Regions from separate parts of the Mus musculus genome. Here regions 2, 3 and 4 are each linked to region 1. Evidence: chromatin contacts called from public HiChIP or PLAC-seq and promoter capture Hi-C data. All regions are on one chromosome and are shown on one strand. The core of a region is the stretch at or near the end of the contact, and the rest is flanking DNA. Distances in the headings are between cores, read along the strand shown.

Region 1 (6,933 bases), core at 3,829-6,328:
AAGTGTTCAATTCCAAAGAAATTGTGCCTTCTCAGCTTTGCCAGCCAGGCAATAAAGTCCTGGCCAGATACTTTATGAATAGGTGAAGGATCGTCTTTCAAGTGTAGTATATGAATAAACAAAACACCCTAGGGGCCTGCCAGATATTTCAGGTAATGGATATCTCCTGCCCCACCCTGATCTCTCCAGAGTGATTCAGCAGTGGGTTTCTTCATAAACAAGACTATTGAGACTAGAAGCAAGAAAAATGATGCCTTTAAAAAAATCAACAAGATGATAAGAAAATATGGGTTCAGTATCACCTGTGACTCTGGTGTGCACCCAGCTTATACAGCAGCAAACTGAGCCAAATGGAAGCTCGTCCTTCTGCATGGTTTAGATTTCTAATTCTAGGATAGCAACACTGGCATTCTCACCATGAGCTCCACACTCAATTCAAACAACTGTAGCAACAACAAGAAGAAAAACTCTGAAAGTTATTTGTGTCTTTAACTTGGAACTGACCTTGAAGAATAACTTTTTATTGAGAGAATGCTAGATTTGAGATTCTCATGACGTAGGAGACTTGGCTGGCTGCGTTTTAAAGTTTGTGTGTGTGTGAGTGTGTGTGTGTGTGTGTGTGTGTGTGTGCGCGTGTGCCTGAGGACTTTGGGTGTCCTGCTCTATTCCTTATTGCCTTGAAACAGAATCTCTCATTGAACCTGAAAATAGGATTGCAGCCAGCAAGCCCCAGCAATCTTCCTGTCCCAACTACCCAAAGGTACACATGGCCACGCCCAGTTTCTTCCATAGGTTCTGAGTATTTGAACTCAGCTTCCTCATGCTTGTAGAACAATTTCTTTCACTAGTGGAACCATTACCTCAGTCCATGGATGCATTATAATCAAATGTGGCCCCTTCCTCATGATTGCTTCCTTTGTCTGACAGAGTTTGAGTAGGGCCCTGATCTAATCAATGGAGTAAACCATGGATGGATCCTCATCACCAAATGGAATCTGATCAAAGTTGGGGCCTTGCTAAGAGGAACCGGGTGACCAGGAGCCTGCCTTTGAAGGGTACATCTTTTCCATGGCCCATCTTCTGTATCTCTGCATCCCGGCTACTGTGATGTGAACATTCGCCCCTGCAGCCATGGTCCTCCACCATGTTTTTGCCTTGCTATAGGCCCAAGGGAATAGAACCAGCTACCTGTCCTGGTGTCAGGGCAGTGGGCACTCATGCCAACATGTGGTCAGCGGGCCCCACCCCATTCTCCGTTTTCAGAAACAGGTTTGCACTCCAATCCACAATCTGGTGTTTCTTGACCCTTATGTGCATCATTATCAAAATAGTCTTTTATTTTAATGCATGTTTTTGTTAAACAATCAATTGATTCCCCATTACAAAATAAACCATTTGTTTATTTGTGTTTGCATGTGGGTGGCTATGTGCCAGGTGTACAGGGGGAGGTCTGAGGACACCTTGTAGGAGTCTGTTCTCTCTGAGTACCATGTAGGTTCTGGGGCATGAAATCAGGTCGTCAGACTTGGGGGCAAGCTCCTCTACCTGCTGAGACAGCTTTAATGCCATACACTGTATATTTGCTAATGTATTACATATTGTATATTATGTATTACTATCATTGTTATTATTATTATTGGCCCACTGAGGATTGAACTCAATGCCCCACATGTGCTAGGCAAGTGTTCTTCTAATAAGCTGCACCCCAGCCAGAGGAGGGATCATTCTTTTCCTACTTCTCCCTGAAATCATTTTTGCTCCCTTTGGGCTATATCATGCCACTGAGAATGCATGAGAAGTAATCCTGTTCCCTGTGCCAATTAGTTCATGGCATCGGGGTGGTACCTGGCATTAGGGTGATCCATGGCCATTGGGGTGGTGTGTGGTATCGGGTGGGCAGAGCCTACATGAGTGGCCCCGAGGACACACAGGCAAATTTGATAGGGAAATATATGAAATTCACTTTCTTTCTGGCTAAGTTAATATGAAGGCCTAATGAACTACTACAGTTGTCAGACGCCAGGAGGAAAGAAATCAGAAAAGCATTATCCCAGTAAGTGAGCATAACCCGGGCTGGGAAATGAGCACCAGGTCCCCTTCTAACTGCCTCTCATGTTTACTCTACATGGAGAGTTGTAAGCTGTGTGGTTGTCACCTCTTCTTACTCTGTTGCTAGTTTTGAGTTGGACCTCTTACCATTAAAGAAAAAAAAATCCTAGATGATAGAACAGATACTATTTACTGGATGCGTCCTAAGCTCTCGGCAGTGTGCTAAATGTTCTACGTGTCACTTAACTCTTACTAATCTCTTTAATTAGTGCTGTTCTAGTCTTCACCTGACAGAGGATGGAGGGAAGCATAGGAAGGCTAATTGCTCTACGGTCAGACACAAGAAGAGCCTGGATTCATCCCTCCTGTATCTCAGGGGCGGAGGGTAGAAAGCATTCTCTCTACTGCTTCACGGTCAATATAATCTGCGCTGCCATTTTACTGCAAAGCACTTGAAAAAAAACCATTTTTTAATGATCTTTCTAAGATAGCAATGAAGCTCAGAGGTAGAGTCTTCACCCTAGAATCACCAAGGCCCTAGGTTTCGTGCATGCAACTGCCCAAACAAACAAACAAACAAACATCTTCACAAACGATCAAGCAATCTAGGTCTGTGGCTCACCCTGGGATACTATAGTTCTCCTAGGGTGGAAATTGTCTTTTTTGTTTTGTTTTGTTTTGCTTTGCTTTTTAAATCTTAGTTCTCCATAGGACAGGAGCCTTTAATGTAAATGTCATATTTTTTCTCTGCTTATGACAATACTTATAAAGCCATCATTATTTGCCTGCTCTTATTGACCGGGAGGATGAGAGGAGCTCAGTTAACACCCGTCTTACAGGGGAGAACAAAATATTTGAGCAGCTTACCCTTTCAAACTGCTGTTGTGTTTAAGATGAATGATTGATGATTCGTGCTATATATTTGTAATTTCAGTGCTTGGGAGGCAAGGACAGGGAGATCCATGGTGCTTGCTGACCAACCAGCCTCATCTAACTAGCAAGCCCCAGGCTAATGATAGCCCCTGTCTCAAAACTAAGGTGGACAGTATTGCTGAGGAGTGACCCTACTGGCCACACGTATGTGTGCACATGTACCACATGCCTGCATATGTGTGTGCACCCACACGATCATGAGCACGTACACACAAAACATTTTCAAAATTAAAAAGAGTAACTACTGGCCGATCAGCTAGAGAAGCCAAAGACTCTCCGGTTTTTGGAATCGTCATCTCCGAATTGCTCAGTAACAGCATTAGCAGTAAGCCATAAATCCACAGAATCCGTGGGGAGTCTGGGCATGGAGCCTGTCTGATTGGCTACAGTATTTGTGCTTTCCTTTTGAAAGTTCCTCAATATTTAAAAAGAAAAGGCGGCCCTACGTGATGGGGCTGGGGTGGGTGTGTTTACTCCCAACCAAAGTGAGCAGAGACTTCCCAAGAGAGAAAAGGACTGAAAGATAGACACACGTCTGGCTCCAAAAAGCCAGGAGTGCAGTTTCTGGTGGCCAGATGGGCTATGGGCACAGCTCCCTAATGCTCTCAAGCCCCATCGGGCCTCCAGGGCTCTCAGTCAGTGAGCCTTGCTAAGTCTATTTCAAACATATTACAGATATGTTAGGCAAACCAGGAACACTGAAACCACAGGTTAAAATGTGTGTGTGTGTGTGTGTGTGTGTGTGTGTGTGTGTGTATAAACAAGAATAGCAAGGGAACATTCATTCCTGAGAACTCTTGTAGTCTGTCCTTAGTTGGCTTTTATTCTATCTGGTTGATGGAAGACTATGACTTTTCAAAAATCAAAGCTAGAGTCGCATATGGGACACTCTATGACAGATATAGTTCAGCCCTATTAGGAATAGGGTCAGGTTATGTGTAAGGAATTCAGAGAACTGTAACAAACTATCCCCAGGAAAGAAGCCCAGGTATGAATCTTCATAATTCAACAATGCAGTTTTTATTCTTTTATCTTAAAGGTATCCATCTCCCAGTCAGAGTACTTTTATATCCATTTACTACTGTTCACAAAAATCCAGGCAAGTTGCAATCCCAGAGAGGATGAATGGTCTCCTCATTGGGCAAAGTTGCTGCAGATTTTGCCTGCAAGATGGGGCCAGCCAGCAAAGCAATAAAGAGGCTGTGTTGTGCGACAGATTAAATCCAAGTGTAAGCATTCCAGCGCTCAGCCAAGCCACCCTTCCCTTCCCTAGCCTGTCAGCCTCCCACAAAGTGCTCCCAATCCGCCGCTGTCCTTCCGTCCCAAAGCCAGGCAACACAGAATCAGCTTTTCCTGGCTGTGCCCTGGAAGCAGGGGCTGCCTGGTGGAAAAGTGCAATAAAATCAAGAAGGAAGAAGACAAATTCACTAAGACATGCTCTGACAGCAAGCAATGACGGGAAATCATAGCTTCCGAAATGGCCACCTCCAATGAAATGAAATGAAATAAAACAGAAATAATCCTCTCAACCTCAAAGTCGCTTTCCACAAACGACGTGTTGCAAAGGCTATAAGCCCCTTTACTAGTGCCAGCAGGAACCTCCATCACGTTATAATATATGTTTGCTTGGGGTGGGGTGGGGGAGCGGATAACTCCCAAGTGCCCCCATGCCCAACTGAAAAAAAAAAATTATCAAGCCACAGTTAGCTAGAGCTGCTGAGGGCTTGACCCAAGCGCTAAGCTCCCCGCGAGGAGTTGAAAACAAAGATATGGGAAGCCTGAGGTTATGAAATCATACAGGTGGACCGGTCCTCAGTTGAGCGCCGGGCATCCCCGCAATGGCCCCAGGGCGCCAGCTCCTGGGCTCACCTGGTACACATCCCGCAGCCCGCACCACGTCCGCAGCACCTGGTGGCAAGCCCGCAGCCTCTCGGTGTACCATCTCCGCAGCGTGGACACGGTCAAGTTCCACACGAAGCGGCTGCCGCTGAACAGCAGGTCCTCCACTCCGCACATGAACACCGAAGCCATGCCGCTGCTTTCCCTCGGAGCCTGGATTCCGCGATCCTGGGCTCGCCACGCTCTGCTGTAGCTGACAGCCCCGGGGGTGGGGGGTGGGGGGTCAGATCTGCCACTGAACTCGCCTTTCACTGTGTGTCCCGGCCAGGTTGGGGCGGCATGCCCGGGGATTGGGTGCCCGCCAGCCAACGGCTGCGACTGGCACGGAGGCTGTGTCACCCCGCCCGCCCCCACCCAGCGCCAGCTTCCTAAGCTCCGCCAGGCCAGCCCTGGGTGCTCCCTGGGCGCGGGAAGCCCTGGCCAGTGAGGACTCCCCGCTGAGCTGCTCCTGGGCACAGGGCCGCAGGCAAAGCCCAGCAACTCTTTGCAAGCCTAGTAGGGAGCTGCATTTCAGCGCGCTTGCACACACACACACACACACACACACACACACACACACACACACAGAGAGAGAGAGAGAGAGAGAGAGAGAGACACACACAGACACACAATCACACACCTAGACCTAGCCCCGGGACACCTGTATTTTACTCTTTAAGGTCGCTCTGCCTTGCATCTTGCTCTGTCCACACCTCAGTGATAAACACCTCTGGGGAAGCTATAGAAGCAGAAGACCGGGAAGAAAAAAAAAATCCTGCAGCATCTCCCTTTAGATCTCACTCCCGAGAGAATTGTGCGTGTTTTCTTGGCTCTGCTGAAACCAGATGAAGAGCCTCAAAGCAACAGTGTGTACGCGCCTCCAGCCTCTCTTTGCTCCTAACTTGAAGGTCTCCAAGAAAATGCCAGCCTGCCTTGGCCACCAGCAAAGCAGGTTCCCTGATACCCTCGTGAGGCCAGTTTCAGGGCAGCTGTGGGCTCAGAAGAAAAACAAGGCTTCTTTGATCCTCTGGCAAACAGCATTCAGTTAAGACTCCCTAGGAACCAGAAGCTTCGAGAGAGGATCCCTGGTCAGTTTGTACAAAATTCTACCTCAGGATATACCGGGCCACAGATGGCATCACACATCCGACGGGGGAGCTCACTGCTCAAAAATAAATACGAAATAAGTACATGAATAGAAAAATAAAAACTCGTCCTCAGCTCCAGAAGCCCTGGGACAATTCGTGCTTTTTAAGGTCTCCACAGGGAATGATAAGTCTCTAAGGAGTTTGAAAAGGGAATCTAAGAAGTCCCACACACCCGAGTCTGTATTTTTCCTTGAGAATGTTTGCACATTGCAGTCCCCAGAATCCCATCCCATTTCCAGAGCAAGCTCACTGCAGCTGGGAAGCAATCCTAATTACACTCACTGGATCACGTGTACACAGACGTCTCTACACGAGAGGGAGGGGCCCAGCATCAAGGGGCGGAGTCAAGAGAAGGCAATGGGATGATTATGATCAAATGACATTATCCATGTGTGAAAGTGTCCTGAAGCCCATTATTATATAATTAATACATGATGATGAGGAGGAGGCGGAGGAGGAGGAAGAGATAAACAACCTACTGCCCCAGATTTCAGGATGGAGGTATTTCTCTCTGAATCTACCTTGTTGGACAATGGTGAGCATTTCATTGGTCGACTCACACCTGTGCTATTGTCTTTGCTATTAAGTGGCTGAGAGGTGAGATGCCAAAGCTTTTCTTCCGAACTAGCTCCAGAGGCCTCGGGACAGATTATCTGCCAGTCAGTCAGTTTCATTTCAGGTTTCAAATGTGCCCTTAGCGTCTTAATTCCGGCCAAACACCAGGAGCATCCAAAACGACAGGAAAATCTGTTCTCAGAGCACCTGTGGGTTCCAAGGTGGCTATAACTGGAAAACTTTTTTTTTTTTTAATGAAATTTCTTTCACCACCAGGAAAAAAAATTGCTTAAGGGAGTCTGTGGGATTCATAGAGGTCACAACCGCTCTGAGATCTATGCTCCTTCTTGGCCGGGAATCTGTCTGCTAT
Region 2 (7,621 bases), core at 1,201-3,700, 240 kb before region 1:
ATTTTTCCAAGAGCTGAGGACCGAACCCAGGGCCTTGTGCTTGCTAGGCAAGCAGCGCTCTACCACTGAGCTAAATCCCCAACCCACAGATTCGATATTTTAAAAGATGATTGTTAAAACATATTTGGAACTGATACAGATTTTTAGATCCCTGTAGCAAAGCCTTTGTTCCATGTGTATTTGAAAGGGAGTGTTTCTACTCCACAGAGCTCTGTTAGAAAATAGCTTCCTGCCGAGCTCTGGTGGGACACGCCTTTCATTCCAGCCCTGGGAGGCAGAGGCAGGTGGATCTCTGTGAATTTGAGGCCAGACTTGTCTACAGAGTGAGTTCCAAGACAGCCAGGGCTACAGAGAGAAACCCTTATCTCAAAAAGAAAATATTCCTTCTACCCTTCCTAAAGTATCCACTGCTCTCGGAGACACGCATGATGTTGCATTTCCTGAGGCTCTGAGACTGTGACATGGTGCAGGGGAAGGAGACTACTCTGATAACCTGGAGTGTGTTTTTAAAACCTTGGTTTGAATCCTAGCTCTGGGGAAACCACCTTCATTACTCACTAGTCTCTGAAGCAAAGCGCATTGAGGAAAGAGCCAGCCTTGAAATGGAACAGGATTAGGGTGAGATTTACAACTCTGCAGTGTCTGGGAAGGGAAAAGGCAGGCTTCAGATCAGAGTCCACTAGCTTCTCCTGAATCCTTCTCCACTTTGTGTGCGTCTGTGCATCTTGCGGCTGTAATTCCCAAAGCTGGTGGAGAAGTCTGACATGCAGTGTTCTGAGCAAGAACTCAACGCTGGTGATACATGACAGTTGACAACATTGTCCTTAAACTACCTCCTAAAACACCCCATGTCTCATCTGCTCCAGCAGGGGGAGCCAATTATCAAGCTGTTTAATGCACACGAGGAAACAAAAGCATTGGTTTTTGTCTGTAGTCCTCCTAAAACTGGTCTTTGTATGGAATTGTCTTCGAACTCACAGAAGTGCAATTGTAAGAGGTCTGCAAAGGACACGATAAGCTCTGGTCTGATCAAGCCTGAAATTTATTTCCTGGACTTCAGTTTCTGCTTAATGCTCACTACTGTCTTCTATCACACCAATGTGACAACATGCACCTGTGTCTAGCAGGTGGCCCCAAAGAAACCATACATAAGAAATCTGTCTTCTTTCTTCTCAATCATTTTTAAGTGCAACATTAAAATTTGTCCTTTAGAACCATCAAGACGGCTTATCAGGTAAAGGTACCTGCCACCTCGCTTGACCTACACACACACTCACACACTTACACACACACACACACACACACACACACACCTAATAATAAAAAAATGTAATTAAATTTTAACTGTGCTTTATACAAAACTCATGCCAGCTCTAGTTTTTAGATAAGTATCTCAAGAGAGGACTCTCTTGAAGATTCCTTCTTAGACATCAATTTTCAGGTGTCATCACTGATGCCCAATGCACATACAGTGTGCCCACGTTTTCAGTCTTGGGTTTGGCTTAGTGTATGGCCAGATTTCTTCAGAAGTGGGGAATCTTTGACATTATATGTAAAATATCGTATGTGCATAAGTAGTCTGGAGAAATGTGGAGTAGAATTTGGACAAGCTTCTCAAAAGGAGAAGCCAAAAAAAAAAAAAAAAAGACAGAAGAGCTGTTTCTGTGTTAAACCATTACATGTCATTCATGGCTACAGACCACCAACTCCACACAGAGACCCTGGTGCCAATGTTGAAAGAGAAACACTGACAAGAGGTTATCACCTTCTCCCCACTACCTTGCAATTATACTATTTTTTCAGAAAGTTACAGCCTGGGCTAGAACTTAATATTATAATTTAATTTAGGTGTGCCAAAATCCAAAACAGAATCACACATTTCATTCAGTCTTGAGAAATCACAATTGCAAAACACTACCCTGCCAGCCCAGTCCCGGCAGCCATTTGTGTCCCACACAGATCCCTGGTTACCTCAGACTGCACAAAACTGACAGGAACTCGTTCATCTTCCAGCATGCGTCTAGACGCCTTTTGCAAATACATGTAATCAACGAGAGACTTATGGTTGAAGTTTCCTGTGGGTGCCTTGTCTGTTTGATCCTTTTGGATCATCCCCACAGGAAGGTGGGGGTCAGGGGCCATGACTTCCATCTCTGACTGCAGTTCCTTCAGCTCTTCAGGGGATAAGTTGGCTAGGAGTTCGTCTTCATCGAGCTCCTCACTAAGGGTGTCTTCTTGCTCCGAATTCCTGCTGTGCCCCGACATAGTTTACTTTTTTTCTATCTGTTTCTAGATCACCAGAAAAGAAGAAATAATCCAATATGATATATTTTAAAGAAGGAATCAGTATGCAAACACCTCAGTGTCTTCTAATTAACAAATATCTTAGGCCAACCCACCCTTGAGAGATTTTCTCACTCAATGGTGTTGGTTGAGCTGCTGGGAGTGACTATAGCTCAGCTCATGTGGGATCTATATTAAGCAAGGTTTTCTGGGCAGAGTCAAGTTGTGGAACTACTACATGAGTCCCTTTTTGGCAACTTGAGTCATCTGGACAAATCCATCTGACATTTCAGTACAGCTGCTGGGCTAGACAGCGAGTAGCCGGGCTATGGAATCTCTGCAGGAATAAACGCATTCTTTTCTAAAGCCCTCCCACCCCAGGGAGCCCACACCCCATGCTCTAGATCTCCCGGGGAGCCTGCTGCTGCTTATCTAAACAACTCACAAAACATCAGAATGAAAATCCAGCCAGCAAATGCAGTTTCTCCTGGAATAGAAGCGTCGTCCCCTGAAGGTGGCCGGTGAGCTGGGCTTTGCCTGATCTTTCCAGCAGGCTCTGGAAGCCGTGCCTCTGAAGGGAACAGCTCAGGTCTTGCTATGGTATTCACCCCTGTGTAAGTGAACCGGTGCAAGCTGCTCTTATCTGCACCTAGATCCTGTGACCTGACAGATGGGGATAACAAGGCCCTGAATTTCCATGTAAGGGAGAGGGGCCATGTAAGGGGTTTAAAACCATTTATGTCTTTAGTAAGTGTTTATCAAACCTAGCTAAATTAAGATGGCTCTGAAGAGAATGTTTGTAATCATACTGTTGAAATACTGGGAGAAAAGGGACATGAAAAGAGTTTCTTTGTAAACTGTGGGGGAGGGACACTAATTTTTTTCAAATTGCTAACATACATTTATGTTGATCCAACAACCCTACCTTTTGAGGTATATACCTCAGATACACTCCCACCAAGGTGAAAGCACAATTGTATACATTAGCTGGCTACACAAAACTCTAAAACAGTGTGCATGACAGGATAGTCTTGAGACAGTAAGTTAAACAAATGTACATAAATAAAAATAAGAGCCAGGCCAGGTTCTGGATGCCTTTAGTCTCTTTGTACTTGTACTCAGGAGGCAGAGGCAGGCAGATCTCTGTGAGTTCAAGCTCAGCCTGGTTTACATAGCAAGTTCCAGGACAAAAAGGGCTACATAGAGAGACCCTGTCTCCAACACAACCCAAATAGATAAATATAAAAATATCAGTGAGATAGATTATTGAATAATAAATAAGAAACCAAACATTTCACGTGATTTTAGGGAGGGGTATAGGTGTCTAGAGGGCTGGGCTGGAGAAAGGCTTCACCATTATATATTTATATATTTCATATATATTATATTTTTATATTTTTTTCCAGAGACAAGAGTCCTTCTGTGTAGTCCTGGCTGTCCTGGAACTCACTCTGTAGACCAGGCTGGACTTGAACCCAGAGATCTGCCTGCTTCTGCCTCCCAAGTGCTGGAATTAAAGGCGTGTGTCACCATAGGCTAACTATTGTCAAATTCTGAGTTTTGCAACTCTTTACTCAGAAATTTAGATATTTTTGTACAAACAGGAACATAAGATACAGAACAAGAGAGAGTGTGAATTTTTCACCTTATTTCCCTGTTGAGAGCAATTGCAATGAATGCTTTGGCTTGTCTCAGTCATTTCTTTAGAAATAGGAACTCTGGATCAACATGCCATCTTTATAGCCTTTGGCAATTTGACCTTGGAAGTCAACTCTGCCCTTGGCTTCGCCCCTAGCCCTGTGCTCTTTGGTTTATTGTTTGTTTTTGACATAGTTTTGTTAGGTAGCTTTGGAACACACGTCGTGGCATGGCTGGTCTTGATCTTGTAGCTATCCTCATGCCTCTGACAGCCATGTGTCATGACTACAGGCAAGCACCACCCATATCCAGTCTGCTCTCTGTTTTCTCCTTGATCAAATCAGATTACTTTTGAGGTAATTACATATTCTAGAAAAACATAACTTTTAAGATCTCTCTGTAAAGAGCTATAATTTATAAAGTGCATAGTTCATATAACCAATCCTTAATTGTTACATATCTAAACTGTTTTCATTTCTCAGAAGTACAAACAGGCTTCAATGAACATCTTACTAGCTACATGGTTGTATGCACCCAAGTTTATTTGCTTAGGTTAAGTTGGATAAATTCTAAGAAGTCAAATTACAGGGTCAAAGAATATGAAAAATTAAATGTATTTCATGTGAAGACCTAAGTGGTTCTCTTAGTGTTATTCCATGGTTAATTATATACATATACACATATATACATATATATATACATACATACATATACACATATGCAGGTATGTTGTAGTTGTTTGAATATGCTTGGCCTGTGGGAATGGCACTATGGCACTATTTGGCATGGCCTTGTTGGAGGAAGTGTGTCACTGTGTAGGTGGGCTTTGAGGTTGCCTAGTGTTCAAACTCTACCCAGTGCAGAAGACAGCCTCCTTCTGGCTGCCTTCAGATCAAGATGTAGAACTCTTGGCTCCTCCAACATCAAGTGTGCCTGCACACTGCTATGCTTCCCACTATGGTGACGAACCTCTGAAACTCTAAGCCAGTCCTAATTAAATTTTGTCCTTTATAAGAGTTGCCTTGGTCATCGTGTCTCTTCACAGCAATAAAGCCCTAAGACATATATGTGTACACACACACACACATCTTTCTATGCTCCAGAATTCTTCATCCAGAGTCAACAAATCAATAGATAAAAACCTTTAGAAAAAAGTGCATCTTCAGGCAGTGGTGGCGCATGACTTTAATCCCAGCACTTGGGAGGCAGAGGCAGTCGGATTTCTGAGTTCGAGGCCAGCCTGGTGTACAGAGTGAGTTCCAGGATAGCCAGTGAGAAACCCTATCTCAAAAAAAAAAAAAAAAAAAAAAAAAAAGGATAACAAGTGCATCTGAACATGTATGTGCGTTTCCCCCTAGTCATCCCCTCAAACAACACAGTGTGTCATATTTCAGCATCAGCCACAGAAACAGTTAAGGAAAAACAAGAACAAAGTATAAAATATAAAACAACAACAAGGCCACACCTAATAGTGGCACTTCCATGGGCAAGCATTTTCAAACCACCACAACATACCTGCATATGTATATATGTATGTATTCATATATACACATATATATGTAAGAGGCATAGTAACATATATGTATATAACTTACCATGGGATAACATTAAGAGGACCACTTATGCATTTACATGAAATGAATTTAGTTTTTCATATTTTTTGACCCTGCATTTAAAAAAAGAAATGCTTCCGTAAAAGAAAACATTATATTAACAGCCACAAACAAGAGGCTTTAAAAATCTTGGCAATTTTACAAAAAGTAGCCAAGCGTCTTTTAGATGCAATTGCCTATGAAGAACACAAAAGCTTAGCAGTGAAATGTAGATATGGAACCCTCCCGAGAAAGACAATTTGAATTCTTTCAGATTATCACTTGGTCCTGAGGTATGCCACTTGTTTTCCCGTGCCTCTGATGACCAAGCTGATTGAAGATCATTGCTACAAGGAGTCCTGATTCCTCTGACAGCATCTCTCATGAGTGGGAAGTGACTAAATCTCTCTCAGTTGCTTCCCAGAGCACCTTACCCTCCTGCCAGCAGACAGGGCTTCACAGGGCTGATTAGTTGGACACTGAGATGAGTTAGCTGTGTTTGCTCTTCATAGTGCATTACAGTGGTCACCTCAGCAGTTTGCCACCTCAGCATCCAACATGACCACAAGAGCAAGCAGCTACCTGTAGGTATATCACCTGCATGGCCCAATGGGTCACAGATCAACTGTCTCTGGATTGGAGTCTAGTGGAAGAAAGGAAATCGACTCCCTGCTAGAAGCTGCTGAATCAGAATTCTCAAAATGAGGTCTTGGAATCTGTGCTTTTGGGGGGACGGGGAACATCCTCTGGTGATTCTGATGTGTAAATCTAGAACAGCCCAATGCCTCAAAGACTCTGCTCATTCTTCTCCCATTGCTTTTCAATGCAACCAGAAATGATTGACACTGCCCTGGGCCTGGGAATCCCAGGGCAAGGGCCAAGCACTCATCTGACAGGCCAGGCTTACATAGCTCAAGGCACAATGTTTGGTGAGGGCCTGCTTTGTGCCATGCACTACGTTAGGTAGCTAGGAATGTGGTAGAAATCAAGGCAGAGAAAGCCATTGCATTCTAGTGCGGGAGATGACAGCAACCATTTCTGGTTGCAGGAAATGCTAAGGAAGATGGATTCTATATGCTAGAGAACAACACTGGAGACTGATTCCACCTGGGAAGGGGAATCAGATAAGCACAGACCTAGGAAATGCATGGGAATGGCACATGCAAAGTCAGGCAGGACGGATCTTGGAATGTGAGGTGACCTAAGCCTCACATGACTGGACACTGTTGGGCATGGAGGGTTTGGGGCAGGGAGGAAGGCAGGGTTAGGAGGGTGTGTCTTTACATCCAGGGCTCTGTTGTTCATTCTAAGCATCATTGGGAACCAGCAGAGGGTTTTACATGGAACATACTACGGTTTATGCTTTCAGAAGGCCACTTTGGCTACTGCTTAGGAAGCACATTGGAACAACGAGTGGAGACACTTGCCTTTAGATTGTCCAAAAAGCAAACAAACAAACAAAAACCAAACCAACCAACCAACCAAACAAACAAAAAACAGCCAGGCAGCGGTGGCACACGCCTTTAATCCTAGCACTTGGGAAGCAGAGGCAGGTGGGTTTCTGAGTTCAAGGCCAGCCTAGTCTACAGAGTGAGTTCCAGGACAGCCAGGGCTACACAGAGAAACCCTGTCTCAAAAAACCAAAACCAAACCAAACAAACAAACAAAAAAACAAAACCCAGATTGTCCTTAATAACGAAGGAATGTAGCATTTTGGAGGTGTTGGAGGTCTTGGGCCTTTCACTGTGTCAGCCACAAATTAAGCTTTAAAACCCCATAGTGTTCCCAACCTAGAGCTCTGACCTTTAGTGACTGCAGCATTTTGTTGTATGTCCTGTACTGCCACCCCCATTCCCACATCCCCACTCTACTACCCCTGCCACAGAAGAGGAGCACATCTAAGTTTAATGGAAGAAGGAGAGATTGAGGGAGGGGTGGGGGAGAGGAGTAGGAGGGGGCAGGGAGGGAAAGAAACTGGAATAGGGAGTAAGGGAGGAGAAACCACACCAAGGAAAACCACTTGCTGTCAATTCTCTACATCTGAGATGATCTAACAGTTTTTAAATAAATTAGGGAAAAATGTTAGATACGTGGTGGCTTATCTCTGT
Region 3 (6,763 bases), core at 3,256-5,755, 170 kb before region 1:
CAAAGGCACGCAAAGTGAAAGTAAAAGAACATCCCAGGCAAGTCTAAGAAGCTCACCTAGCCCAGTGCCCCACAATGACACAAACAGAATGCCAGGAATCCAGCAAGGGCTGGGGTGGGGGCGACGGCTGACTCTTTCAGCTTTCTCAAGTGAAGAGCTGCCAGGTGTGGCCAGAGCTCCCAACCTCTGCCTGCCTTGTCCAGCTGCCTTTACGATGGGGGACTCAAAGTGACTTGTCATTTGGATGGAGAAACAAACTTTGCTGGAAATGTGTCTTCAAAAGCCAAATAATATGATAAACTGTGCATACTGACAGGGCTGAGAGTGCCTGGCTGATTTCTGCAGCCCTTTCATTAAGTTTTGGATTGATGCAGGCTCTTCGAGGTCTTATCTTGGACCGGGTGGTCCTCTCCTACAACCTCAGACATTGCTAAGATCTGCCTCCACATTAAAGCGACCCCCAGAGCCTTTCTTAGAACACACTTTGTTGTCTAAGAAGCGTTGCTCTGCAGCACACAATCAGAAAACACATTTCCCAAAGAACAGAAGCTTTCCACAAACGTGGGCGCACATTAAGATGGGCTGAGCTGTACAGTTTGTAAGAGCCGCTGTAGAGCCAGTGTCCAGACTGAACCTTAGACCCCAAACAGCACGACTGACTAGCGTGCAGCAGGGACAGACACCCAGCTGTCTGTCTGCAACTGCCCCGGCTCTCCAGTTTCAAGGAATTAGTAAACACAAAGAGCTACATACCCACACCTACGGTTTCTGTGGCGCTGACGTTGTCATTTCCTTCAATCCAAAAGTTCCCCCAAATGGGGCAGAAACGTGAGAGGAAGCCCAGGGATCCTGCCTGCCTCCCTACCCACGACGGTAGCTCCGGTACCTTCTGAATCGAGTTTCATAAGACACTTAGGTGTAACTCGGTTTCACAAACCAAGCCTCCCACGGTTGACACACCACTGACATCAGCCACTCTGCCGAGGGACACCTCCCCAGCACACTCTTTCCACGTCAGGGAGAGGGGAGCCAGGTTCTCTCCGGTAGATTTTCTCAGAAAAAGAGTTCTAAAATGGGGCAGCCTGGATTCCCACGGTACTTCCTGAGAGGTGAGCCGACTTTGAATCCAGGCACGAATTGCACCCAAGGCTGTTTGAGGAAAACCTTTTTACTCAGGTCTACTCACTGGCACACGAACAGGTTCAACAGGAAGAGTCAGAAGGCAGCCGGGCTGTGTTTTCCTTTGCGTCCATTCCCACACACATAAAAACAGGGCTCCACTTGAAACCTGATCTCTGCGCGCCGCCACCTCCCCCTCTTATCACTTGCGAATGGGAAATGCTAGGCTGACTCCATTCAGCCTGCCCGGAGCGCAGAGCAAGCTGGCGCCCCAGCAAAGGAGAAACCCTACTTAAAACTGAAGGGCTTCTAGTTATTTACAGAGAATCGGAAATAATTACATGGCAACTGGATTTGCAGAAGACGTTATGGGAGACAGGCAGGGCTTTTTTTGTGTCAGAAGAGCTCCCTTCCCCCCTCCCCCCAGTCCCCCTCCTCCATCTTAAAAGTTTATGCAAAGGGTGCTTTTAGATCCTGGACAGAACAGTATGAAGGTGGCCTGGGACTGCTAACAACATGGACTCTGGGTAGAATGTAGAGGGAGTAAGTGGGCCATGAAACTTCAGCTTGAGAAAAGCTGGGATGAAATTAAACTGACAGAATTAGTCCCTGTCCATGTTTGTTTGTTTGTTTGTTTTTGTTGTTGTTGTTTTTGCCTGATTCTCGTGCTTTCTGGAAGTCAGTCCTCAACATTTATTCTCAAATTCAAATGAAAATATAATTCAAAAATAAAAATAATACTTATTTCTCAAAATTATGAGAAAATTGACATAAAATGAATGACTGTCTGTCAGTTCAGAGCCCAGACCTCTGTCTGTCATCTGGAGAATCCTTTAGAAATTCCATGTGCCTATCAGTGCGATCCTATTAACGTTTACAGTGGCTACAAATACTTTTTATTGTAACTGCACTTGATCTAGCTGGTGGTTAGATGTAAGATAGTGTTGTTTGATAGGTCAGTTTTTTTTTTTTTTCCATGAAGTGTGTACCATCATTCTTCCAGTACACTTTTCAAGTGTTTCTGAGTGCTTGTTTTTAGGGGTGAGGGGGAGGAGGCTGAGGGTCTGGAAGGGCCAATGGAGGCGGGTGGATGTTGTTTAAAGGTGCACTAGTGTTCAAATCCTAACAGACTACCGACTATGGATTTCAACCAGGATACAGGCTCTTCTCTGGTCCCAGTGCCTAACAGCAAAGAATAAACCAGAACTGGTCAAAATCATGTGGAGATTTAATGAAAAGGGGAAAGGGAAATTGGCTAGGGAGATATCCAAGGCAACCTGCCTGGTTTGAAACTCTTTCTTAGAGAAGTAGTCTCGGAAACAGATAAGAAGGACTCTTCATCTCTGAGAAATGTCGAAGGTGCCAATGGGATTCCGAATGTGAGGAGAAGATTCGGGCTTAAAAGGAGGCAAAATGGAAGCAGCTTTACACTACAGATTTACCACATCTTGGATGTAGTAACTTGTCAGGCATTGTATGTGTCGTTTGAGTTAAAACAGCAAAGCATTTGTGTGCATGCGTGTATACAAACCTACTTGCAATCTTCCTACCACAAACAGAAAAAACAAAATTGCCCAACTTAAAATGCTAATCCTGAAGACTTTAAAGAAAGAGGAAGACAACGGACGGGATTCGTTTTCAATAGCGTTCAGAATATGGAAAGGACATGTTTTTCTAAAGCTGGCTGGAGTGAGTGTTCATTGTCAACGTGCTCTTAGTGGAAGCCATGCAGTGGAGAATCTGCTGTTTCCCTGATGCTGCTAGCTGTAAAAGGGAAAGAGCGGAAGTGTGAAAGGAAGACTGTCGACAAAGCCTCCCCAATGTCTCTCTATTCTGGACTCGTTTGCAATGATTACTTGTCTCTTTGGAATCAACAGAAGCAAGCAGATACAGGCGAGCGGGCGGTGTCTTGGGTTACTCTGATATCACAAAAGTAAAGGAATGGATAAAACATGGAAGGAGGGGGAGTCACGGAAGATATCTTCCAGAAATCACAACAGGAAGACATATCTCAAAGTCACTCATCCTCTGTCTTCAAACGAGGAAGAGTCCAGGATTTAAACGCCGAGGTAGGGGACCATGGTAGGTAGCGTCAAATACTGTTAGAAAATAAACTCGTGTGTAAAAATATCGTATGCACATGAAGTCTTCTTCCTGTTCAGACACAAAGGCATCTGAAGACTTTAGGGAAAAAAATATTTGCTACATTATGACACATCATTCAAAGAAAGGAGTGTCTTAAATATTTAAGGCATTTTGTAGATATCAACCATTATTCTAGCCGAGGTCACCTCTGCCATATCTCCACCTGAACTTGGGGCTGGCAAGGTGAATCAGCATTGCCTGTTCTTCCAGAGGACCTGAGGAGTTCATTGCCGGCACCCAGAGGGCAGCTCACAGCTGTAACACTAGTTCCAGGTTGTTTGACCTCTTTTGACCTCCATAGGCACCAGGCACACATGTGGAACACAGACACGCATGCAAGCAAAAACTCACACACAAACATAAATAAATAAAACCTTAAAGCAAAACAAAACAGTCTGATAGTTTGAAGGGGTGGGAGCCCTGAGGGACTTTTAGAAAATAGGTCTGATGTATACCACACCAGGCTGGCCTTGAACGTAGAGATTTACCTGCCTCTACCACCAAGTGCTGGGATTAAACACATGCACTACTGAGCCTGTCTCAACTTTATATATATATATTGAGACAGGGTTTCTCTGTGTAGCCCTGGCTGCCCTGGAACTCACTTTGTAGACCAGGCTGGCCTCGAACTCAGAAATCCGCTGGCCTCGAACTCAGAAATCCGCCTGCCTCTGCCCCCCCCCCCCCCCGAGTGCTGGGATTATAGGCGTGCGCCACCACGCCCAGCTTCAACAGTATTTTTTAATACCTCCTATGGGCAATGTCCTGTGATTGTTGCTGAGCTGTGAGCAGGTCCCATCCCTCATGGCATGCACACACAGGACTGCCCTGAGGGTCTGGGCTTACAATCGAATCCACTACTCAAGAGCTGTGCTTAGCTTTCCTAAGCCTCAGTTTCCTCTTTTGTTAAACGGCCCAATGATGCCTGCCTCCAAAGGTTCTCCAAATACAAGTTTATGTTTGTAGGGTACTTGGCCCAGAGCCTGGCTCAACATATCCATCAGTGAGTGGTTGAGCTAATGTGTTGTGAAGGAAGGGCTTGCTGAACACTTAGCTAATTGTTACTAAATGGGCAGCAGCCACTTAAGAGCAGAAACAAAGCTAGCCGTAGCTATCTGCCTCCACATCTTCTTTCCACGGAGGAAACAGCTCAGTTATTCTGTTGACATAGCTGTGTCATCCACCAGGCCTCCAGTTCTCAATTTCTATGACCACACTGGACTAGGAGCATGGATCTCTTGGGTGGTTTCCTGGTGCATCCTGGGCAGGGAGTGTGGGTCTCATGGGTGGTTTCCTGACATAGCCTATAGGGAGGAAATCGGTTCCTCTGTTCCATACCTGGCAGTCACAGAGGAATAGAAAAACAGAAGGGTGGGGCATCAGCCTGTCCCACAGATAGACTGGGCAACAAGCTCCCTTCTGTCTGGAGTAGCCAGGAAAAAAAATGATGTGCCCTGACAAGCAGAGGAATGTTGGAGAACCTGCTGCATAGGGCAAGGGGTTTGCTGGAGGATCATAAGACCCCCTCCCCCCTCATAGGGAGCACTTTGGACAGAAAGGACCCAGTTCTCTTTTACATCATGACAAACTGCAACTACATATCACCCAGGTCTGAGAGTAAGGTGGGATAGGAAAAGATAGCACAAGGAGTTGGGACTTTTCATTGGCTCCTGTATTATAGGTTAATCATTTAACTACAAATTCAAATGGAAATGACTAAATTCAGGATAATCACAACTAAGGTACATCAAACAATGAGTCACTCGGGGAGGGTGATTCCCCCATATCCCATGATGTGAAGCAAAGCAAACCAGGCAGCACTAACCTATTCTGAGGGTTATATCTGATGAATAAAGATATTGCTAATGCCTTCTGGGGTACCAAAAACCATGTGCACTGACCCTTCCCCACAACCAGACATGGAAGCACCGTCTTAAGCTAAATCCCGTCCAGGAGAAAACAAAGGCTCACAGAAGGGAAGGGCCACTGACAAGACACCCAGGCAGCAGGGATGGATCTGGGATTCACCTGCAACCATAGTCAGGATCCAAAATGCCAGCATAGCATCATAGCACATCACTTCTTCTTCTTCTTCTTCTTCTTCTTTTTTTGGTCAGGGGGGAATCTATAGTGACATTTGTTGTATTTTTAACAGGAAGAGGAGGAGGAGAAGGAAGAGGAGTAAGAGGAGGAGGAGGAGAAAAGGAAGGGAAAGAGTAATATTCATGTATACTTCAGATTAAAAAGAACAGAGAAGGCAATTATGGCAGCCATTTTGTGGAATAGGACCAAGTCCCTTGAAATGGGGCTTGATTTCACAGCCAAGGCTAGTCTTAGACCCATGTTGATCCTCCTGCCTCAGCTTCCCAAGCACTGGGATTACATATGTGCCCTGTGACCTGCATATCCCTCAACAATTACTAGTGGTTTGCAGCTCAGGGCAACTGAACTATTCCCCACCTCACCCCACTTCCAGGCTATCTGGTGGTGGGAGGGGACTTGGCTGGTGATCACATGGGAAGAGAGGATGCTGCCAGGACAAAGTGCAGACACTGTGCCCTGTACTTCTATGCTCAGGAGAGTTCCATACTTCAAAAAAGCTAGTGATCCAGCTGGGGCTGAGAAACGCTGAGTTAGGGGGCAATATTTTGTGTTCTTTCTGGGTTTTGAGAGGTAGGATATGTAAATGAAGATGCTTTTGCTCCATAATAGTAAGTATCAGAATTCCGATTCTTTCACATAGATAATACTTTTTAGAATCAACATGGTTGCTCAGGTACTTTTCTAGATACAAACGTTACCTGTTACCTGCTAGAGAGACTTAACTATCCCAGACTAAAGCGGTCCTGTGTACTCAACAGTATCAGTTGTGGTAAAAATACTTTTATAAGAGATCCCAACAGAACATTCTCAGAGTCTGAAAACTATTCTTCTTCAGGTGTGATGTCATAGCCATATGTATGTAAAAATGTCACACCTCACATGTAATCAGTTAAATATGTTGGCTATTTTGCAAATAGGTTTAGATGGGTTAGGATAGGTTCTGGGTATTTAAAAAATGTGTCATGTAAAAACTGGATATCTAAAATGACATCATCTCACCAAAGTTTCTTCTGTGGCCATGTCTCCACCCAGGGCTGAGGGGTTGGCCTCTTTCCTGTTACAACTTGCATGGGGGCACATGGGCATGCATGTCAGACAACCAGGCCTGGCATGGTGCTGTTCCCAGGTGTCGCCGCAGATGACCAGGTACTCTCTGACTCTGTTTATGGTTTATGTCTCTGTGTTTGTGACTGTCTCTCTCTCCCTGTCCCCACACCCAGCCCCCAGAACTCACTGTTTCTCAGTCTGACTTCAAATTTGCGCTAAATGTAAAGATGGCTTTGAATTTCTGATTTTCATACCTCTATTTCCTGAACACTGGGACCAAAGGTACACTCTACCGTGCTTGGTTTATATGGTGTTGGGAATCAAACTTTAGACCTCATACGTGTTAGAT
Region 4 (7,490 bases), core at 1,752-4,251, 210 kb before region 1:
ACCTAGGTGCTAGGACTCTAACTCATGTCTTCTTGTGCTTGCTTGACAAATACTACACTCATGGAACTTCCTAAATCCCCACTTTAAGACAAGGCCTTGCACTGAAGTATTTAGTCTTTTGAATAGCAGGATTACAGGCATGTATCACTATATCTAGTAGGGTCCCTGAAACCTAAAAGCACACAGCCTAATGGAGGAAGAGACTGGTGAGGGATGGGACTCTGTTTCTCTCTCTCTCTCTTGTTTTTCTCTCTCTCTCTGTTTCTCTCTCCCTCCACCCCCCCCCTCTCTCTCTCTCTCACACACACACACACACACACACACACACACACACCACAGCAATCCTGAGGTTGACAGCTGTATAAAGCTGTATAAAGCTACAGCTAGTGCTGCTCAGGGAAGGGTTTATTTATTTGGGAGGGCCCTGAGAAACTTGCCCAGGTCGAAAGGATCTGAATTAGGAATTGAAGTGGTCTAATGTCTAATACTCCTCTATAATTAAAAAAACGAATGCCCCCCAAACCCTCCAAAGGTCACTAACGTGGAGGCGAATCTAGAGACATCTCTGTCTGCATCAGCGCGCAGCCACATTATTAGAAGAAATAACTGCTCACCACATACTCAATTTACTAAGCTCCAAGGAGCTGGAACTGGCTGATATTTCAGAGCCAGGTTGGCAACGTGATTACAGGTACTTTTAAAGCCCCCAGTCCACACATTCTCAATAATTTACATTGCACTGTAAATGGAAGTTGATCCTTGGAGGTGGGGTTGTTGTTGTGCCAAGGAAGTAATTTATGTTGCCCTGAGCTGGAGCTCTCAGTATAAGAAACAGCATTTGCAGGATGGGCAGGTACCACACTCTGTGCAGAGCATTTCCTGTGCCGAAGCAGCTATGGTAGTGAAGGCAGTAGAAACTCAACCCCTGCCTTGAAGCCTAAGACACTGAGCCACTTTCTGACGCCTCTTTCTATCTCGTTACTCTGTTAAAAGCCATCTACACTTGCTGATCTGTTGAAGAGCACAGAAATGAGAGTCTTAACTGTTGTGTTTTATAAAACATAATATAATGCGGCAGGGGCGAGAGGGACAGTCTCGTTGGGCCCGGAGGTGTTCCCCAGAGGAATCACCACCATGTGACGGGCCAAGTGCGAACGGGAAGGGGACCTGGGAAAGGAGGGGGACAAAGAAGGACAAAGAGGGAGGAGAGAGGAAGAGGATGGCCATGAACTTGTGGGGAAGAGAGAGATGGAGAGAGGGAAAAGGGGGAGAGAGAAGAGGGGCGAGAAAGGGAGGGGGAAGAGGGGGAAGGGAAGGGGGAAGGGGAGGGGGAGGGGAGAGTTTGGCTATTAGTACCAAGCAAGCAGCTGCGCAAGCTGTTGCTAGGTAGCTGTTGGGTGGAGCCTAGAGGAATTGCCAAAACTAACCAGGGAGATCCAGACCGTTTTGAAATTGCAGCTCTATTTACTAAACCATCAGGTTGCCTGGGTGACAGGGCGATAAAATAGAGGACACACTGGGGACATGGATGCACTCCATGTAGGTTCACCCTTTGCTTGTTTCAAATTCAAACCTAACTGGGTCTTTGTCTCTGTTTGTTAAACACATCACCAGTAAACTCTACCACATGGCCAGTAAAATGACAGCCTACGGTAGAAAGCTCTGAGCCCAAATCTCTGCCAACAAGTAATAGTATGAGGGTGGGGGGATGTAGCTCAGTGGTGGAATGCCTGCCCAATATGTGTAAAGCCCTGGGTTCTGTCCCCAGCACCAGTGAATCAAGCCCGGTGGCACACACCTCTAATCCCAGCACTCAGGAGGTAGAGGCAGGAAGATTACAAGTTTAGGGTCGTTCTCTGCTACACAAGTTGGAAGCCAGCTTTGGCCATGTAAGACTCTATGTCTCCTCCTCTTCCTCCCCTCCCCTCCTCTCCCCATTCCCCCCTCTTCTATCTCCTCCCCTTCCCTCCCCCTCCACTTCCTTCCTGTCTCTGTCTCTATGTCTTTCTTTCTCTGTCTCCCTGTCTGTTTCTGTCTCTCTGTGTCTCTGTCTCCTTCTCTCTCCCTTCACACACATGACTGCGCAGAGTTAGATCCATGCCCAGCTGGCATGTGTCTCTGTGCTGCAGCCCCAGCCCCAGCATGCACGAGGCCCTGTGATCACCCCAACGCTGTGGTCCTTCTTCATATGCCCTTTAAAAGGTGACTTGCACCAGGATGCTCCTGTGTGGGGGTGATTTCCTCTGTACTTGATTATGTGACCTTTGGTGTGTCTGAGCATTTATCCTGGGCTCTCATTCTTGTATCTAAAGCAAACAAAGATGTCACTGGGCCCTCTTGTTATATGTTGGCACAGTACCAGACAGGGACAAACCATTTGTTGTTTGAAGCAAAGGAAAAACCAGTCACATCAAGCCTGTCTTTACTTAAAAAATTTAAAAAAAACCAAAAAGCAGAATTTGTGTGTATGTATAAATTAATTTTGATTTTCTAAAAGACTGTGTTTAAAAAATCTTGCCAGTTTGGCTTGTTTGACTTTTTTTTCCCCCTGAGAAAGTACTTTACTTTTTATAAACCTCTACTGTGGTCTTCAGTGACTATTAAAAATGTAAGTCTTACATTATTGATGTTTAAATTTAATGCTGTTAAATGTTACTAACTCTCTTCCTTGCAGAGTCCCATTAGAAACAATAACAAGACGTGGCTTACTTTGTCCCAAGAACTGAGGCACACGTTATTAAGAGTTAGATGTTATTGAATCCCTACATTTCTCCATGCTTCTAACCCCCCAAACAACTCCCCCAAGAGCACAGCGAGTAATCAGAAGTGTTGGGGGTTAGAAATTAGAAACTGGGCTTTCGTTAGGTTTGTTTCCTTCTCCCTGTAACCTACAGCACCTTGTTCATACAATATTGAGAATCCCGAATCCAGGGCAGCTAGGAGTGCCTGCCTGCAGTAAACCGGGACGGCCCCTAGGTGTCCTTCTTAACCAATATTGTACGCTCTGAAAGTCCAGACCCAGCCCAACGATTAGAAGAAACCTGGTCCTAGTTAGTCTAGAAGGTTCTGTCCAGATGAAGGGCTTATGCACTGAGCCGGGGCACCTCTCCGTGCCCGGGAAAGGCAGGAAGGACATTATCTGCGTGTGACACCTCACTGCACAGACTTCTCACTCGGAACTGTCCCAGCTGCCCTTGCACAGAGGAGGGTTTGCCTAATGTTAGGTCTCAAAGAAACCCAGGGCAATTGGCTACCTGAGGTGCCTATTAACATATCAAAGCTGACTCTGGCTACCTCTCAGTAGCCTGTGGCTTCTCCCTGAACTTCTCGCCCCTCCCCCTCTCCTTCCCCTAAACCTCTGTAGCCCGCGGATTGGGCTTTCCTTCCCCCAGCCTCTGATCGCTATATAACTCAGCCATTTTAGTTACATGCCCTCTTAGTATCTTGGTTCCTCTCTTGGATCGCTTGCCACTCCTTTCCTCTCTCGCCTCCCATCCCCGACCGTGGCCCAGTTCAGTCTGGACCCTTCCAGATGCCTTTGGCTGTCCTCTCCCTCACACCTACAACAAAACCTTCTCTCCTCAGCCAAACCCTAGGAGTGGTCTTGGCCTCATTTTCCAGTCGCCTAGGAATCTCAGGTCTACAGGACACACTTCCCATACTGAATGGTTTTGTTCTCAGCTCTGTCTAAAATTTTCCCAGGATGCCTGAGAGATAAATTCTTAAAAAAAAAAAAAAAAATTGGCACTTAGAACTCTTTTCCAAATTTAACTGCCTGCCCTCTTGTTTTTTTTTTCCCCCCTCTCTCTAAATCTTTTGCTTGTTTGCTTTCTTATGTGTGCAGAAAAGGCAGTGACTTGTCTTGGAGCCAACAGCATGACCTGACGCAGCATGAGTTAGGGAGGTGCCAGGGTGTCTGATTTAAGGTGGTACTCACTCTTGAATACTCACAGGTATAATTTGCCCTGACCTTGCCGGACAGCTGAGGGGGGAGGAGGAGGTGGAAAACACCCATTCAGGTCTCTAGTGTAGCCTACCTGTCCGTGCACTCTGAACGGAAGGAACTCACACTTCACAAAGGCTGTCTCTGGAACCCCGCCTTAAGTGCCTCTAACTACACACCGGGCACAAGACTAACATCCAAGAGCTTTGGGCTGGGATTAACTGTGGTGGCCTTGCTGTGAGGATTAAATGAGGGGGGAAAATTCTAGGAGCTGGGGGCAGGAATCAACCCTCAGCTGGGATGTTTATTTCAGTACTGTTATTTGAGTGGCTAAATGAATGCACCTCGGGTCTGGGGCTAGGGAGATGACTCAATCGGTAAAGCAACTGCCCCCTGACAGTGAGGAGCTCAGGTTGGATCTTGAAAAGGCAGAGAAGGCCAAGTGACAGAGCTGCACGTCTGTATTCCAGTAGTCGGCTACACATTTGTAATCTAGTGGTCCTACAGTGAGCTGTGAGGCAGAGACAGGAGATTTCCCAGAAGTCCATGGGCCTGCTAACCCAGCATAAAATAGTGCTGGACAAGCAAGAGACTCACTTTCAAATAAGTACTGTGGCAGATGTACTATGACGTGTGCATGCTATCACTCATACACAGGAACACGAACACATACAGAGAGACACAGACAGACAGACAGACAGACAGACACACACACATACACACACGGGTGGGGTAGGGGTGTAAAAAAAAAAAAAACAGCTTTCTAGATCAGGAGCAGCACCTACTAGTTTCCCACACAGGTTACTTTATTCTCGTCAGGTACATGCTGTGCTGCACTGTTTGTGCCCATTACACTGGGCAACTTGTACGGTACCCTGGTGAGTCCTGTAAGAACCCGAGGCCTAGAAGACTAATGCTAGTTCTAGAAACCAGCAAACACTGAGCCTGGGACAGACTCCAAGCCAGATAGTCTGTCTCCAAGACAGCCTGACTTCAAAGCCCACACCTCTAACCACTACTTTATGAAGACAGTGGTGTCTGTCCAGACACCACCATCAACTCCCTGAAAGGCTTCTCCAGTAATTGAAGGGTGCCGGGGATGCCTCTCCCAGCCTGGAGCTCCTGGGATTCCTGATGAGACCTTTTCCATTTCCCGGCTTTTGATCTTTTTAGGATGCCTGTATTTTCTGGGGAAAGGGCAAGCTAGATAATAAGTTCCCCAACAAGTGTGTGTGTGTGTGTGTGTGTGTGTGTGTGTGTGTGTGTGCTGTGTATATTGGGAAGGAGAGACATGGGATGACGTGAGGCTCATTCCCAGCAAGAGAAGCATTTAGGGGTACATCTTGCAAATGCTGCAGCGCATTTTCCTCCATGTTATTTGCAAAGATTATTCTAGCCCACTGGCTGTCCCCTAACCCTTCATGGAGACTCTAAGTCGAACCCTGATGGAGAAACCCAAATCGCCCCTCTTGTGAACTCCCTGCAAGCCTGAAAGTATGTGGACTGGACTTTTCTTCCTGATTGCTGGTTGTGACAGTCACCCTGCTGAGCTGACTCCCAGCCTTTCCTTCTACTTCTTTCCCAGGCTTTTGTTCTTCCTCCTTTTCTGTTTTCGTTTTTCATTTGGTTTCCATTCAAAGCCCTTGCTCTGTCACTGACTGCTTCCTCAGCAGCATCCTGGTCCTCACAGAGCACGTGACGGCAACATCAAGGGCAAAGTTGGGAATTCTAGCTTTAACAGTTACTGTGTGGTCATGGGACCAAAGGTTTGGCAACCTTTCTGAGCCATTCTTCATGGCCTTGTCAGGGCATACAACTTTCCGATAGAGTCACAGGAGAGGGCTAAGTGAATTGACACACAGGACAGTTTGAATGCCGTTGTGAGGGCTTTCTTTTCTGTTGCTCAGACTTCTTTAATACTAGCCTCAGTATTTGGGGAATGACCTCATCCAGCATCAACTCCTCAAAGGGACCTGGGATGTCCCACCAATCTCAGGTAGGATTCGTGCCTTTATTCTCTCTCATCACCCTTGGTCTTTTTTTGCGGGAAATATTAAAAAAAAATTAAAATAAAAGGACCTGTAGACCTGCGCTACTGCTGGCAACTGGTGGGCCACATGGCTCCAGCTGGGTGATCTCAACTTGGTGGTCTGTCTGGAAGGGGCTGGAGCTCCTGCGTTCCCTCTCTACCACTCCAGCCCCACGCAACGACTGTCCAACTCTCGGTCAGCCGCCACACCACTCATCAACCCGGTAAATCAAAACTCTTGAAGCTTATAACCCATCAGATTTATGTATCAATAAATTCTCAATTTATAAGATGCCAATATAATCATTTGAGAACCAATTGATAATGATAAAAGCTTTATCCCAATTATTCTAATGTTATGGTATCATAACTACCCGTGACTGGTTAAAACCACGCTGGTTCATGTCCGCCTCCATCTTGGCCTTCTCTCTCCAGAGATGCTCTCTGTCTCTGCATCTCTTCTCGATGCCTCCCTTTTCCCTGTCCAATCACAGGCATCCTCTGTACTAATGTAACTGAACAGGGAAAATCCTGTGACAGGTCTTCATAGAATTAATACCAAGCCATTCAAAGAGTTGTGCTTCTCCTTCATGGCGCTGAAGGCTTTGGCTAACCAGCCCACTCTTTCCAATTGCCTGGGTCTGTGACTTATGGATATGCAGTTGGCACACTGAGTTTTAGCTAGTGGTTGGGGTGTCTATGTTTTTCCTGAATCACATGTTTCTTGCCTGACTCTCATCAACAATTATTTACTTCTTTTTCTTTTCTTGTTAAGTTTAGGAACACAATGCCCAGGTGTAACCCTGCTTTTAGGTGCTAGGGTTTCTCGAAGGATCCCAGTGGCCATTTGGGGGGCGGGGGGTGGATAGTTTGCTGTGTTTACTCATTGTTCCTGGGCCTCCAAATGTCAGTCAAACTCTCCATTTACTGGGTGAATCCAGTCAAACTCTCCACACACTTCCCTGACACTCCACTGAGGCCTGCACAGCCGTAGCTGCCACTCACAGACCTCTTAACCTTGGGTCCTCTGTGTATGACCAGCATTGAAGAAAATGACCTGAAAATCCAAAGTTGGGTCAACTCCTACTGTTCCAGCCCCAGGTCACTGTTCTTGTCAAGGATGCTGGTACTTGAAAGCAAAAGGAATGGAGAAATGTTGTGTGTGTGTGTGTGTGTGTGTGTGTGTGTGTGTGTGTGTGTTTGCATGCTAAGAGCAATGTCTGATAAGAATCACAAAAGCAGGACTCCCATTTTCTCCTGCCAGGAAGATAGACTCATATTGACTCCATGAAGAAGGAAGGGGGGGTGATTTAAAGACGTTTTGTGGTGGGCTAAGATTCTACTTGGAGTCTAATCGCAGATCAGACTCATCCTTTGTGAATGTCCAGATGTGCCGAGCTGACTTTCAAGGTGGCTCTTCAGCAACCGTATAAAGAGCAGGCCATATTTCATATCACTCTTCTGCCCCTGAGTCATCAAAACTGGGGAAGGATCAATACATAGTTTCAGTGCTACTAA

Evidence for each region. HiChIP or PLAC-seq counts read pairs in DNA pulled down with a chosen protein or histone mark. Capture Hi-C pulls out chosen DNA fragments and counts their contacts.
Region 2: a promoter capture Hi-C map of adipose tissue shows a contact between it and region 1. The contact joins the promoter of Lmod3 here to the promoter of Frmd4b in region 1. A contact is called at or near these places in 19 of 39 promoter capture datasets (the 3T3-L1 cell line, 3T3-L1-derived adipocytes, the C10 cell line and 12 more), 1 of 15 datasets of contacts at CTCF or cohesin (large pre-B cells), 6 of 484 Hi-C or Micro-C datasets (CD8 T cells, the HPC-7 cell line, bone marrow-derived macrophages and 3 more), 7 of 115 datasets of contacts at active chromatin or transcription factors (the 230-238 cell line, bone marrow-derived macrophages, embryonic stem cells and 3 more) and 4 of 9 other capture datasets (adipose tissue, embryonic stem cells, liver and 1 more).
Region 3: a contact with region 1 is called in a FOXA1 HiChIP or PLAC-seq map of pancreatic cancer cells. The contact joins the enhancer-like site here to the promoter of Frmd4b in region 1. A contact is called at or near these places in 2 of 484 Hi-C or Micro-C datasets (cerebral cortex and nephron progenitors), 3 of 115 datasets of contacts at active chromatin or transcription factors (memory CD8 T cells, pancreatic cancer cells and stem cell-derived neural progenitor cells) and 2 of 9 other capture datasets (adipose tissue and liver).
Region 4: a FOXA1 HiChIP or PLAC-seq map of pancreatic cancer cells shows a contact between it and region 1. The contact joins the enhancer-like site here to the promoter of Frmd4b in region 1. A contact is called at or near these places in 3 of 484 Hi-C or Micro-C datasets (the C2C12 cell line, bone marrow-derived macrophages and cardiomyocytes), 11 of 115 datasets of contacts at active chromatin or transcription factors (the 230-238 cell line, bone marrow-derived macrophages, embryonic basal ganglia and 6 more) and 1 of 9 other capture datasets (adipose tissue).

The regions. Positions count from the first base shown.
Region 1 is chr6:97,482,742-97,489,674 of GRCm38.p6, forward strand. It overlaps Frmd4b (FERM domain containing 4B), which reads right to left and starts at 5,079. Exons shown (of 23, transcript NM_001346637.1): 1 at 4,852-5,079. The coding sequence starts at 5,013.
Region 2 is chr6:97,250,307-97,257,927 of GRCm38.p6, forward strand. It overlaps Lmod3 (leiomodin 3 (fetal)), which reads right to left and starts at 2,451. Exons shown (of 3, transcript NM_001081157.2): 1 at 1,972-2,451. The coding sequence starts at 2,265. Gm32191 (a long non-coding RNA gene) reads left to right here and starts at 2,598. Exons shown (of 4, transcript XR_869294.2): 1 at 2,598-2,804.
Region 3 is chr6:97,311,141-97,317,903 of GRCm38.p6, forward strand. All of the region lies in intron 11 of Frmd4b (FERM domain containing 4B), which reads right to left. Among named protein-coding and RNA genes, the nearest start is that of Gm32191, 62 kb to the left of the region's middle. Within about 2 kb of position 4,506, at least 28 of the 459 cell types and tissues checked have an H3K27ac peak or open chromatin away from gene starts, as enhancers often do. A contact at or near this core is called in pancreatic cancer cells, where this site is marked.
Region 4 is chr6:97,275,125-97,282,614 of GRCm38.p6, forward strand. No RefSeq gene overlaps it. Among named protein-coding and RNA genes, the nearest start is that of Gm32191, 26 kb to the left of the region's middle. Within about 2 kb of position 3,002, at least 246 of the 459 cell types and tissues checked have an H3K27ac peak or open chromatin away from gene starts, as enhancers often do. A contact at or near this core is called in adipose tissue, bone marrow-derived macrophages, cardiomyocytes and 3 more, where this site is marked.